Regions from separate parts of the Rattus norvegicus genome. Here region 1 is linked to region 2. Evidence: chromatin contacts called from public Hi-C data. All regions are on one chromosome and are shown on one strand. Each heading gives the region's core, a stretch centred on a gene start, on an enhancer-like site or on the middle of the called end of the contact. The rest is flanking DNA. Distances are from core to core; before and after follow the strand shown.

The links. Hi-C and Micro-C count contacts between places; a contact is called where the count stands out from the background.
Region 1: a Hi-C map of psoas muscle shows a contact between it and region 2, with 2.3 times the contacts expected there. The contact joins two enhancer-like sites. A contact is called at or near these places in 3 of 12 Hi-C or Micro-C datasets (the Rat2 cell line, Schwann cells and psoas muscle).

Annotation. Positions count from the first base shown.
Region 1 is chr3:179,548,745-179,554,972 of GRCr8, forward strand. It overlaps Bcas1 (brain enriched myelin associated protein 1), which reads right to left. Exons shown (of 13, transcript NM_001415675.1): 13 at 6,010-6,228. Among named protein-coding and RNA genes, the nearest start is that of Bcas1, 86 kb to the right of the region's middle. Within about 2 kb of position 4,662, at least 8 of the 93 cell types and tissues checked have an H3K27ac peak or open chromatin away from gene starts, as enhancers often do.
Region 2 is chr3:179,475,291-179,481,306 of GRCr8, forward strand. No RefSeq gene overlaps it. Among named protein-coding and RNA genes, the nearest start is that of Zfp217, 160 kb to the left of the region's middle. Within about 2 kb of position 4,756, at least 17 of the 93 cell types and tissues checked have an H3K27ac peak or open chromatin away from gene starts, as enhancers often do.

The DNA.
Region 1 (6,228 bases), core at 3,412-5,911, 73 kb after region 2:
AGTGATGCATTTTATAATTAATATCTGACAGAAGTCGTCACTTGGCAGATGTTGGCTGAATTGTCTTTTATTAGACTCTACTTGAAAACAAATGCCAGATTAATTATGTCACCTCCGGCTCATATCTCTTCTATAGCTACCTTTTGAGAGGGAGGGATGGGGTGGGGGAGAGAAAGAGAGAGAGAGAGAGAGAGAGAGAGAGAGAGAGAGAGAGAGAGAGAGAGAGGGACAGGGAGAGGGGGAGAGAATGCGTTTGTGGGTGCATGCTTGTTGGGGGTCAGAGTCCTTCTCACACTGAGATGTTGTCTACCACGAAACTGTACTTATAGATGGTTTCGGATTCTTAAAGTGGACTCCTCCAGCACACCCTGGAAGATCAGTTCTATGCTGCCTCTTGGCCTCTGGCCTCCAAGGCTTGCCTCTCAGCCAGCCATACTGAACTACTTACCAATCACTCCGGGAGGGGTCTATACTTTGGTACTTCCTGTTTCTCTGGGAACCCTTGGCCAAGCCGCCTTCATTCTCCTTGAATGAGCTCAACTGCTCCCTCTGTGAAAGGCCACCCTCCACCCAAGCGGCCTGGAGCGGTGCTTTCTCTCAGCTCAGTCCCACAATGTGACATCCTCAGACAGTCCTCACGACCTTTCTCTTTCCTTCCCGAGTCTCCCCGTAGTAGACTTTGGAGAGCAGATGTTGGCAGGGCTGGGGCTGTAGCCCGGCGAGCAGAGAGCCTTTCCTGCCATTCACAAAGTCTCAGGTTTGATCCTCGATAACACATAAACTAGGTACAGTGACACAGTGACACACATGTGTAATCCCTACACTCAGGAGGTACAGCCAGGAAGATCAGAGGTGTAAGCTCACCCTTTGCTACGTAATGAGTTCAAAGCCAGCCTGGAACATGAGACTCTGTCTTTGAAACATAAAAGTAATGGTTTTGGTTGGGTTTCAGCCTTGGGCCACACGGCTCTTACTCTCTGTGGGCTCAGATTTTTTATCTGTGAAATGGGAAGTAAACAGGGTATTGACTGCACAATACCTGGCTTCTAGTGAGGTTCCATGCTCGCTCCTGGTGGCTTCGTCCTCAGACTACACGCCCAGTGGGCGCTTGTGGTGTGGTCTCTCTCATGGGTTTTCCGATTTTTCTCCTACATTGGAACTGCTTGGAGGCTACTTAAGGACACGGATGACTGGGTCCCACTCTGGAAACTTTTTGGTCAGAGTGTCTGGATTAGACTGTGAGGGCCCTGAATCCCTATCAAGGCACTTGGTCAGTGCGGCAGCTACTGGTTCAGGACAATCCAGAGAGAGCCACCGAGCGGGCCACCTGATAGGTAGATGCGATTAGCGTGATCAAACATTCGGAGCTAAGGGAAGCTCACTCGAGCATCTGATGACCTACTCTCAGGACCAGTGGCTGTGGAATATCTGCACATCAACCTAGCAGTTCGAGTGACATTTACTGAGCATCCACCATGCCCAGGCATCCTTCTAGACCACCTGACAGTGACCATGAAGCCCAGAGAGGGCGTGGTCCGGAGAAGCCCAGCGCCTAACAATGGTGCTGTGGAGGCTGAGCTTTGGCTCACACAGGTCCTGTTAGCAGAAACTTCATAGGCGTGGTCGGTTTGGTCATTGCAGTCATCGTAGCCGTCTTCTCAAACACTCAGGTGAAAGTGATCATAATAATCCCATAATCCCCTTGCCTAGAAGGGCACTTGTCACCTGTCACTAGTTTTAGTCCAAAGTTAACCCACAAAACAAGGCAGAGCAAAGCCTTTCAGGACCAGAGCCAGGCCGTGGCACAACACCTGTTAGATGTAAGGATGCTTCCCATTGTCACGTCAGAACAGCCTCTGAGAACCAGAGCCAAGGTTGTCGCAAACACCGCGCGCATCGGGTAAATCCCCTTCATGGCTAGTATTGGTCGGTCACGTGAGTAGGGGGCCTCTGTTACTTAGGCTCCGGCTTTTCTATGCCGCCATGGCTGCCATTCACCGTGTTCGCCACCGCACTGTTAACGGTGACCAGTGTAAACCCCACCATTGCCATCTCCTTACTACAGGAGGGAATACTAGCTCATTCGATTGCTAATCGAGCACGTGCGCATGCGCGCGTGCGTGTGCGTAGGGAGCTGGTGCAGGTTGCGGAGCATGATACAAGCAGTCAAGGTTGCTTGAATACTTTGCAATCGCACATTTTCCCTAGAGCTTCTTCTTACAAGGTGGGGGACAGATAGGAACAGAAATCCCATCTGGGTCCTCTTTGGAGGGTTGTGGGGATCGTAGACAGCAACTGGCCTGCCCGGTTTCTCTCAAGCCTTCCCGTGTTCTCTTGGCGAAACTTGACAGTATTCTAGAAGTTAATCAACAGACAGGCTCTTGGTTCAATTTCCTGGGTAGGCCAAAGCCGCTTGGTCAGCCTGCAGAACCCAGTTCCTGGGCGCCCCCATATGGTCGGATTATATAAAAGGCGCTTGAATGACATTTGTCACTCTCAAGACGTGAGATCCTTCAAAGGCAATAGTTGCCAGCTGGGGCCATTTTGTCAGGAAGCACCTATTTGGAAATCTGAAACTAATGCATACAGATTCCTGCCAATCAGCTCCTAAGGAAGTGTAAGGAAGCACTTAAATTCAGTGCAGGGGGCGGGGGACGAAGCGTGGAGGGGGCGGGGGACACAGCTGTAAATTGGATAATGCATCAGGAAGGCTGTGCGTGAGATCCTGTCAGGCAGCGTGACCTCTATCCTGGTTTCTGTTAAATCATGTGGTTCGCTTCTGCCTGGCAAGTTAGAGGCCCCAGGGTTTAGAGGAGTGAGAGGTAGCATTATGGGTGGCCATACAGAAGCAAGGAAAAAAAAAAGTCCAACCCGGGAGAAGCGCTCCCTGGCTAGTGTCTGCCTACATTAAAGACTCAATCAATAATCAATGTTTGTTTGGAAGTTGCTTGCTGTCATTTTTTCCCCCTTGTTGCTAACAGGCGGTCATTTTCAGGGGACTCACTTTCCATAGAGTAAACACAGTCCTGACCAGGGACAAACACGGACTCTACACACTGTGCCAAACAGCTTACTTAGGGCTCTGAAGAGGACATAGAGAGTGGTTAAAACCGAGCCCCGCCAGCAGCCCATCCCTAATCTCGGGGTTTGCACCGTGGGAAAGTGGGTAACTGCTGCCCCTTCCCTCTCCTTCCTCCCAGGTAGGTGGGTAGGAGGGATTTTCTCTCCCACTTGTGCTAATGACCATGCTGAAGCCCCTCCACCCTGCAGTGCTGGAAATGGAACACAGGCCTCGTTTGTGCTGGGTCGGTACTGTACCTCTGAGTTACATCTCAAGCTCTGGTTTATAGCTTCAGGCCAAAGACTAGCCTGGGGCTATGGGACAGAAGAGACCACACCTGCATATCCTGGATGGGGGCACCTAGACTTCTTTTGGATCTTTGAGGGGAGCCAGAGGGGTACGGCTTCTTAAATCTAATGAGACCCCTACTGCCCTGTGGGGGCTGTTAGACTGTCCCCCCAGTGTATCTGGACTGTTTACATGATGCTTGGAGGTAGGGATTGGAGGGGGAGGGGGAGAGGAGAGACGAGAGGAAGGTAGGGGGAGAGAGAGAGAAATATACCTGTGTTTAACGAGCTACAAGCTACAAACAAAACCAGTATTCTCTCTGGCTTTCTCTTTCCCCTCCCAGCTTTTGGCAGCTCTCAGGGTTTGTGGCTCATTCCCCAGAGGATGAATCCAGGAGTGGCCTCAGGCTGCTGGGAACAACTGCTCCTTTGAGTGAATTCTCTTATGGATATGAGGCAAACAGTTTCTGTCACCAGGAACTGGAAGGCATCCTTGGGAATGTGCATGCATGTGTGTGCACATGAGTGTGTGTGGGGTGTGTGTGTGTGTGTGTGTGTGTGTGTGTGTATGTGTGTGTAACTTGCACGCACAATGCCGGACATTTCGTCTCACTAGCTCCATTCTTGGAAAAGACACGTCTTCTTGGCAAGGGAGAGGAGACACTTCCCTGAGCACCTACAAATAAATCAGCGAATCGTTAAAGACTCATGGTGACAATCGGGCACCTTTGTCCCTCTCCTCCCGCACGTCTTAATTTGAATTTCTTTGGGGACAGTATTCCAGAATGTTTTGCTGCCTGTCAGGTTTGCTCCTCACTCGACCTGCCAGAGGTTGGTTGGGCTCTGTGGGGCCCAGCTTTCAGCCCCTAACCCCTCTGACTCCCGTGGACTTTCTGTGCGGATTTGGGGAGTGTCTTGCTGGGGCAGTTAGTGAAGGCGGCATCAGAGACAGGATTGCGACTGAAAACACACAACTTTCGCACGAAAGCGCAAAACTTGCTTCTTAAAACTACAGCTGGGTTTAGGGTCCCTGCAATGAATCATTGAGTTTGTGGCTTAAATTTCCTGGCCTCAACAAAAACAAAAGCAAAACCACAATTTTGTTAAGCGCACCCACTTTTTTTGCCCAGGAGGGGTTAGGACCAGGAATAAAAGCCCGGGAGGGGCTTTGCAGGGCTTCTCTCAGAGAGCCCCTCCCCCACCCCAACCTGTGTTTGCCTTCCGGAAGCGGGAGGGTGTTATTGCCTGGTGGCCCGAGTCAGTCACTCCCCACTGCTTCTGCACCTCCCTATCCTGCCTGGAAACTTCTCTCATCTCAGCCGAAGGAGCTGGTGCCCTGTAAGGTGAAACTGGCCAACTTCCTCTACACACCGCGCTGGCCCAGAGGCTGGCAAAAGGTCACAGCAGGCGTCGCCCCCAGGGCTTTGCAGACAAAGGAACTGTCAGCAGGCTGGTCTCATTGGTGGCGACTTGGTGGGACTGGGTAGTGTGGCCACTTCTTCTAGTTTTCCCAAGGTGCTTTTAACACTCCACCCCCAATCTTTCCAGCAAAACCTTCTAGCACGGAATGACACGGAGCGGAGCACGGGACATGGGGGCTCTGAACCCAGCAAGGAACACACAGTGATTTCCAAATCAGGTCCTGAGGACCCAGGAAGCAAGTTTAGCTTAAAGGAAGCCACTTCTGGTCTGTATTTGAACCCTAGAATGCAGTCAGCGAGCTGGCAGGCAGGCCACATGGCTATACCGCCTTTCTTCCTCCACATGTGGGGGCTTACAGACATGGCTGTGCTGTGGCTACATTACCAATTTCCCAATCTGTTCTAGGTGTGGCTCCTGTGCTCTCATCCGTGCTAGGACAAGATATTCAATAAACATTTCTGACCCCTGTGATAGTTCTCATGTGGGGGGAGGGGGAGAGAGAGAGAGAGAGAGAGAGAGAGAGAGAGAGAGAGAGAGAGAGAGAGAGAGAGAATGAATATTTACCAGTCTGGCAAGAATGAAAGAATGAATATATTCTGAAGGAACGCATGCAATCTTCTTTGACTATCCTACTATTGAAACAACCAACCCCGAGAAGTTAAAATTTCCCCAGGAGTCTGCAAGAGGAGAAGGAGAAAGCTGAAGCCCTGGGTGGGTGGAGTGGGGGAGGGGTGCCGGAGGAGGTGTTTGTTTACTGGAGCAAGGTTTACAGCTCGTAAGGAGAGACGTGAAGCTGAGGTAGAGGTGGGCAGAGAACCTCACCTGGGCTTCCTGCTTTCTATTTGAAGGACCTTGAAGATGGACTGTGGGAGGTGGGAGAGACTCTTGGATCTCTTTCTCCCTCTTCCCAGTGTGGCCGCATTGAGTCATCTGTATTTTGTTTTGTTTTTTTAATCATTAATTTGGCTCTTTTAATGGACTTATGAAGGGACTGGTGGCCAAACCTCGTTTGCTGGGACAGAGGCTGTGAATTTAAGTTCAGGCGTAGGTGTACACCTATCTGTCCTTGTCTCTATGAGAACGTAGTAAGTATGAAGGTTCGTGTACACGGAGTTGCGTGTGAAGGTGTATTGAATGTGTGTGGGCATCCGTAATGGACACTGATTTTCAGCTGCTTAGAAAGACACAACCCTTGCAGAGAGAGTCAGCGAGCTGCATTTGAAGTTTAGAGTCAAAAGCTTTTCTAAAATTCATTTTTTTTTATTAAATTGGAAAAAGAAAGGTACGATACAAAGGATTATCAGTCAATCAAACGCTGCTTTGCGATTCCGTCTTAATGGACTCACGGTCCAACTCTGTTCTCTGTACAAGAATTAAAAAAAAAAAACACCTCAAGTATTTGCATAATCTGTCAATTTTTATTAACTGGGTTAGGGGAGGGTTTTTATCAGAGCACAT
Region 2 (6,016 bases), core at 3,506-6,005:
ATCTCTTTAGGCCAACTCTTTAAAAGTCCCATCACCTTTGCCACTAATCCCATCGCTAACCGCCAACATTTGGAACACTGAGAGTCATCTAGCTCTCAAATTTAGGAAGTAGTTGCCCATGGGAATGAAGACTGGGCAGGCCAATGGCTCCCCCACTGTTGACGTTCTGAGCCCTGAGGGGTGGACGTAGTCTTACAGGCAGAGCCTTTTTTTTTTTTTTTTTTTTTTTGGTTCTTTTTTTGGAGCTGGGGACCGAACCCAGGGCCTTGCGCTTCCTAGGCAAGCGCTCTATAGGCAGAGCCTTACTGTCAACGTCAGCAATGGCTGAACGTCATTGAGGTTGTTGACATTTCTTTCAAAATAATTCTAGAGGAGGCCTCATAAAAATGGGTAACAATTGGGGGTAGAGGGCTGGAGAGATGGCTCAGCGGTTAAGAGCACTGACTGCTCTTCCAGAGGTCCTGAGTTCAATTCCCAGCAACCACATGGTGGCTCACAGCCATCTGTAATGGGATGATGCGCTCTTTGGTGGATCTGAAGACAGCCACAGTGTACTCATATTAAATAAATAAATATAAATAAATAAATAAATAATTCTTTAAAAAAATGGGACTAGAGGGACAACTCAGTGGTTAAAAGCACTGGCTGCCCTTGGAGAGAACCCAAATTCTGATCCCAGTACCCTACCCACAGACAGGCCTCCTCACGACTATCCATTTAATTCTGGTTCCGAGGATCTGACGCCCTCTTCTGGTCTCCCCAGGCACTGCACGCGCATGATGTACAGCGGTTTAGGCAAACACTCATACCCATAAAATAAAAAAAATTAATAAAATAAAATATCCATAAAATAAAAAAAAACCAAACCCAGACATATTTGTGAGCCTGTGAGTTGTCCATGGACACAGTCCCAGATCCTGAGGAACTGAGAAGCCCACTTCCCGTCGAGTATTGTAAACAGAAAGGAACGCCAAGTCGGGGTGGGCTCCACCCTGTGCTAGGTGCGTGATCTTTCTCCGGTTATTTGATCTCTTCCGTCCTGGTTGTCTCCAATCTTAAAGACCATTAATGATGTCAGACCAATTAATGATGCCTGCGAAACTCCAAAATGCCAGGGAGTCGGGGCATTATTTAAACTCGCTCTTCAAGTATTTGACTAAGAGGCTCGCTCATTTGAGTGGTTTCTTTTTAGAATCGGTGACTTACTTCTCTTCCCTTCCCCCCCTCCCCGCTTCCTTTTCCTTTGTTGGTTAACACAGAGATAGCAAGGTTATGGTAAAAGGGACCCTTTTTTATTTTCTACACCGTTCTGAAAGGTAAGTTTTGTTCACCTGGTTTATTACCAATCTCTTGTGTTCCCGGTGTTGAAAAAAAAAAAACAAAAAACAAAACAAACCAAAAACCCAGAGGGTAAGGTAGGACTTATTTACAGTTCAGTGGTTCCTACTACCAAAAGAACCGTTTCCTCGAGGGGGCGGAAACTATGTCCCAGTGAAGTGCATCCAGTCTGTTCTCAATTCTGTGGCTCCGTCCCATCTTGCTAACACCCTAACCAGTTAAATCAGTGAGATTTAAGCGCCTGGTCTTTGTCTCAACACATCAGAAAAGCCGGAAAAACGTCTGAGCAAATTGTGGAGCCCAGTTGTAGGAGAAGGGCGGAAGGCAGCCCAGAAACAAATGACCTAATCCGGTGTCAGATGCAGAGGCTTAATGACTCCTGTCTGAAGAGAGACTTCCAGGCCAGGTTCCTTCCTAAGCAAGCAGGAGAAAATTGGCCTTTTGATCTAAGGCAGTTGAGGGAAAATTTCTGTTTTCGCCTCTAGTAGTAAACACGCTTTGATTCTGATTAGATTTGTAATGGACTAAAGCCTCTCTTTGGTGTTTCCAGTTACAGATACCAAGTTTCTAGTTGTAGAGACAGGCTTTTTGGGGGGTGGGGTGGGGTGGGGGACAGACATTATTGTCATTGCTTCCTTGGATAGGTTTTTACTGTCTTGTTTTAGTTCTAAACCTTGCTGCAGGGGGGCTAAGAATCACCTGTTAGAATGCTTACTTAGCAGGCAGAGGCCCTGAGCTCAGTCCCCAGAACCTCAGGAGTGGTAGGCCCTACTGTCCTGCCAGGACTTGGGAGGTACAGGCAGGAGGCTCAGAAGTTCAAGTCTACCCTCAGCTTTGAAGTAAATCCAAGGCAAGCCAGGGCTACAGGAGACTCTGTCTCAAAACAAAACCAAAAACAAACAAAACAAAAAAACATTGCTACAGGAGACACATACATTGTAGAAGCCTGAAAACATCTCTAGGGACCCTACATTCTCACCAGAAGCTTTTGTGTGCATTCTGGAAAATTCCAGCGTTTATGAAGTTGGAGACTCCACGCTGATATTTATCAGGATTCAGATTTGAATCATACACACAGCACAGGAAAAAAAAGGGGAGGGGAGTTGATTTTTATTATGTGTTTGGAGAGGAGTCTCAGTGTTTACAGTCTGGGAACAGGATCCCAGCAGAAACCTTTCTGTTGTTAGGGAGGGCCAACATTCCCGGGTCCACCCACTCACGTAGAGACAGCCTTGGCTTTGGAGTGGAAATAACACTCTTCTTTTTACCAAATAGGACCTGGGAGATCTGCCCAGCTGCCCGTTTCTACAGCTGGAAATAACCAAAACCAGTGGCTGGGATCAGCTTTCTGCCCGCTGATCTGCCTCAGAATCTCCCGTCCCTTTCCGTTGGGCTACAAGGACTTCCGTCTTTCTGGATGAAACGCTGGCACCACCTTGGAGGTGGAAAGTCGGTTGCTGAGTTCTTTGGGGTTTTCTTTACTGGTTTTGTTCTGAGAATGGGGCAGATCTTACATCTGCAGGCTTTTGTAGACCCACGTGTCATGAGAACGTTTGAAAGGGGACATATATCGGAGTGTGTGGACTGGGGCAGACCCGGTGGGTAGATCTCATTTAGCTTTCCTCCCAACGCGTTTTCAAGTCACATATGTTGACCACACGTAGCGAGCAGGATTGGTTATTCCAAGCTTTGACCTTTACAGGCACCGGCCAGGGGATAATAACCAGAGTGGTTCTTCAAGGTTATCGGAGAACTCCGACCACACCCCATTTTCAAAGCCTAACATACAAGCGAGCGGGACAGATTTCTCCTGATTGCCTTAGATGTCGTCTCCCCAAATACTTCATCTAAGTGAATCGCTGCTCACGGACCGACTGGGAAGCCAATGGCTACTCTTTTATTTTTGAGTCACTAAGATAAGTTGGGGGGCTGGGGATTTAGCTCAGTGGTAGAGCGCTTACCTAGGAAGCACAAGGCCCTGGGTTCGGTCCCCAGCTCCGAAAAAAAAAAACCAAAAAAAAAAAAAAAAAAAAAAAAAAGATAAGTTGGAAACAAGTTTCGGAAACTCAGCATGGGCTGGGGAGATGGCTCCGTGGGTAAACTGCTTGATGCACAAATGTGAAGTCCTGAGTTTGATTCCCGAGAACCCATGTAAAAAGCCAGGTTTGGTGACCTGCGTCTATAATCCCAGAGCTGAGAGGGCAGAGGCAAGGGAGTGTTCCGAGGGCTTGTGCCAGCTGCCTCATTTATTTAGGAGCTCTGGGTTGGGCAGTGGTGGCCACACCTTTAATCCCAGGCAGGAGAATGTCTTCCAGCTGGAGGCCAGCTTGGTCTACACAGCCAGTTCCAAGACAGTCAGGACTACATTGAAAGACTCTGTCTAAAAAGAAACTAACCAAATAATAAACGATCACCCTTCCCCCAAACCATAACAAGGCATGTGGCTCAGTCATCAAAAGCCTTTAGCTGCTCTGGTTGGAGACCCAAGTTTAGTTCCTAGCACTAATGTGTGGTAAACACGTGCTACTCCATCTCCCAGAGGTGCCTGCACACGTGTGGACACACCCCACTCATAGACACACATGAATAATTAGGAAAATAATAATAAAAAACATTTAAAAGCTTTTCGAGACAGGGTTCTTCCATGCATGCAGCCATGGCTGTCCTGGAACTCGCTTTGTAGGCCAGGCTGGCCTCGAACTCATCTAGATCCACCTTCTGCTTCTGGAGTGCTGGGTCTAAAAGGAGTGCACCACGGCACCCAGCTATAAATCTTAAAAAACGAAACAAAACAAAACAACAACATCCAAAGTGGACAGTTCCTGATGTCCTCTGACCTCTGAACACTTCTATACATACACATGTGTATGAACCCACAGGAACATGTTCCACACAGGACCATGTTCATACTTATACACACAACGTTCAAACAGACGACAAGAAAGCAGACGTTCTTTGACCTTCTTTTGTGAGGGGTGAAAAGGAGGCAGAACAGACTAGGGACGGGAGCTAAGTGCTTCGGGTCCGTAAAGCCACAAATCTGGGGATGAAGAAAAGCGGAGCAGTATTTTCTCAGTGGCAGGAACAGTGTTGATTCTCAGCGGCTGGCTTGTCTGCTCTGTATCAAGGCTTGGTGTGTGGGGTGCGGTGTCAGCACATGTGATCTTTGCCATGACCAGGGTTCTCTCGGTGAAAACACCCCAAGGATTTATTTTATTGGATTTGAACCCAGTAAATGCAGCCTTTGAGCCCTGCACAAAATCTCATTGTTCCAATACCAAACAAACCCAGAGTTCACTGTCAAGCTTGCCAGAGGGCAGGGGACCCGCGGCACCTGTAGGCGACAGGCTCTTCTAATAAACACTCTCAGGTGCTGTGCACCAGGCAGTCTGAGGGCTTCCTCGCGATCAAAGGTCGAGGGCTTTTTACAGTTTCAGCGGCCCTGCTGCTTCACGCTGTTTGCTTTCATTTCCCCGGGGCGGCACTGTCTAATCAGGGCTTAAGTTCTTACTGCGCTTCATGCAGGAGCTCAAGTTCCCCACGCCCGCCCGCAGTCGTCACACCCCCACAGAGGAGCTTTACAGAGGATCTCCACACTACGTAAACGGGATTTCCACGACCGCAGGTTTACTCTGTGAATACAGGAAGTACCGCGGTGTTGAATTTGACCTCGATGGACGCAGGGGGGATTGTGCCGTATCAATGCTGTCGCCAGAGCTGGGGGTTCACTTTATCAGAATTAAATAAAAACGTGCGACGTGGGGCTGGAGAGATGGCTCAGTGGTTACGAGCACGGACTGCTCTTCCAGAGGTCCTGAGTTCAAATCCCAGCAACCACACGGTGGCTCGCAAGCATCTGTAGCCTTCTTCTGGTGCATCTGAAGATGTGCATTAAATAAATATATCTTTAAAAAAAAAAAAAAAAGAGTACAGGGGTTGGGGATTTAGCTCAGTGGTAGAGCGCTTGCCTAGCAAGGGCAAGGCCCTGGGTTCGGTCCCCAGCTCCGAAAAAAAAGAAAAAAGAAAAAAAAAAAAAAGAGTACAATGTGGCCGTAAATAGCGACAGAGGAAGGACAATCTATTTGTTTAGTCTCTACACTTGTGCTTCAAATGCATTATTCTCCGGGTCATTTACAGGGAAAAAAAAAACTATTCCCGGCTTCTAAGTCTAGAGGAATCTCATAGAGGCAGACACAAGATATTTCCACCACTTAATAAAAGACTTATCTTAATGCGTATGTGTCTGTGAGGGTGTGTGCACATGAATGCAGACGCCTTCGGAGTCCGGAAAAGGGTGTTGACACCCTGCAGTTGAAGTTACAGTCGCTTGCCAGCCTTTGGGTGTGGGTGCTGGGAGCGGACTCTGAGTACTCCGCAAGACCAGGAAGTGTTGGTCCAGGTAAGCCCTGGTCCATCTCCCTGCCCCCACTTACAGCGAGCGGTTTCTCCATCCCGTACTACAGATGAGAGTGCCGGAGAAGACTGACCGTGAGCTTTTCTGATAACACCATCATCTATTACGGATTTCTCAAACATTACGTCCACAGAAAGGTTTTTAAAGAAATACTTCCAGATCCCAACCAGTTCTCTCCACGCTATGAGCTTCTGTAGGTTGGTGTCGTTTAAGCAGGGGAAGGCAGGTACAGGATAGAACGAGGCCTGTCATTGGACGAGAAGG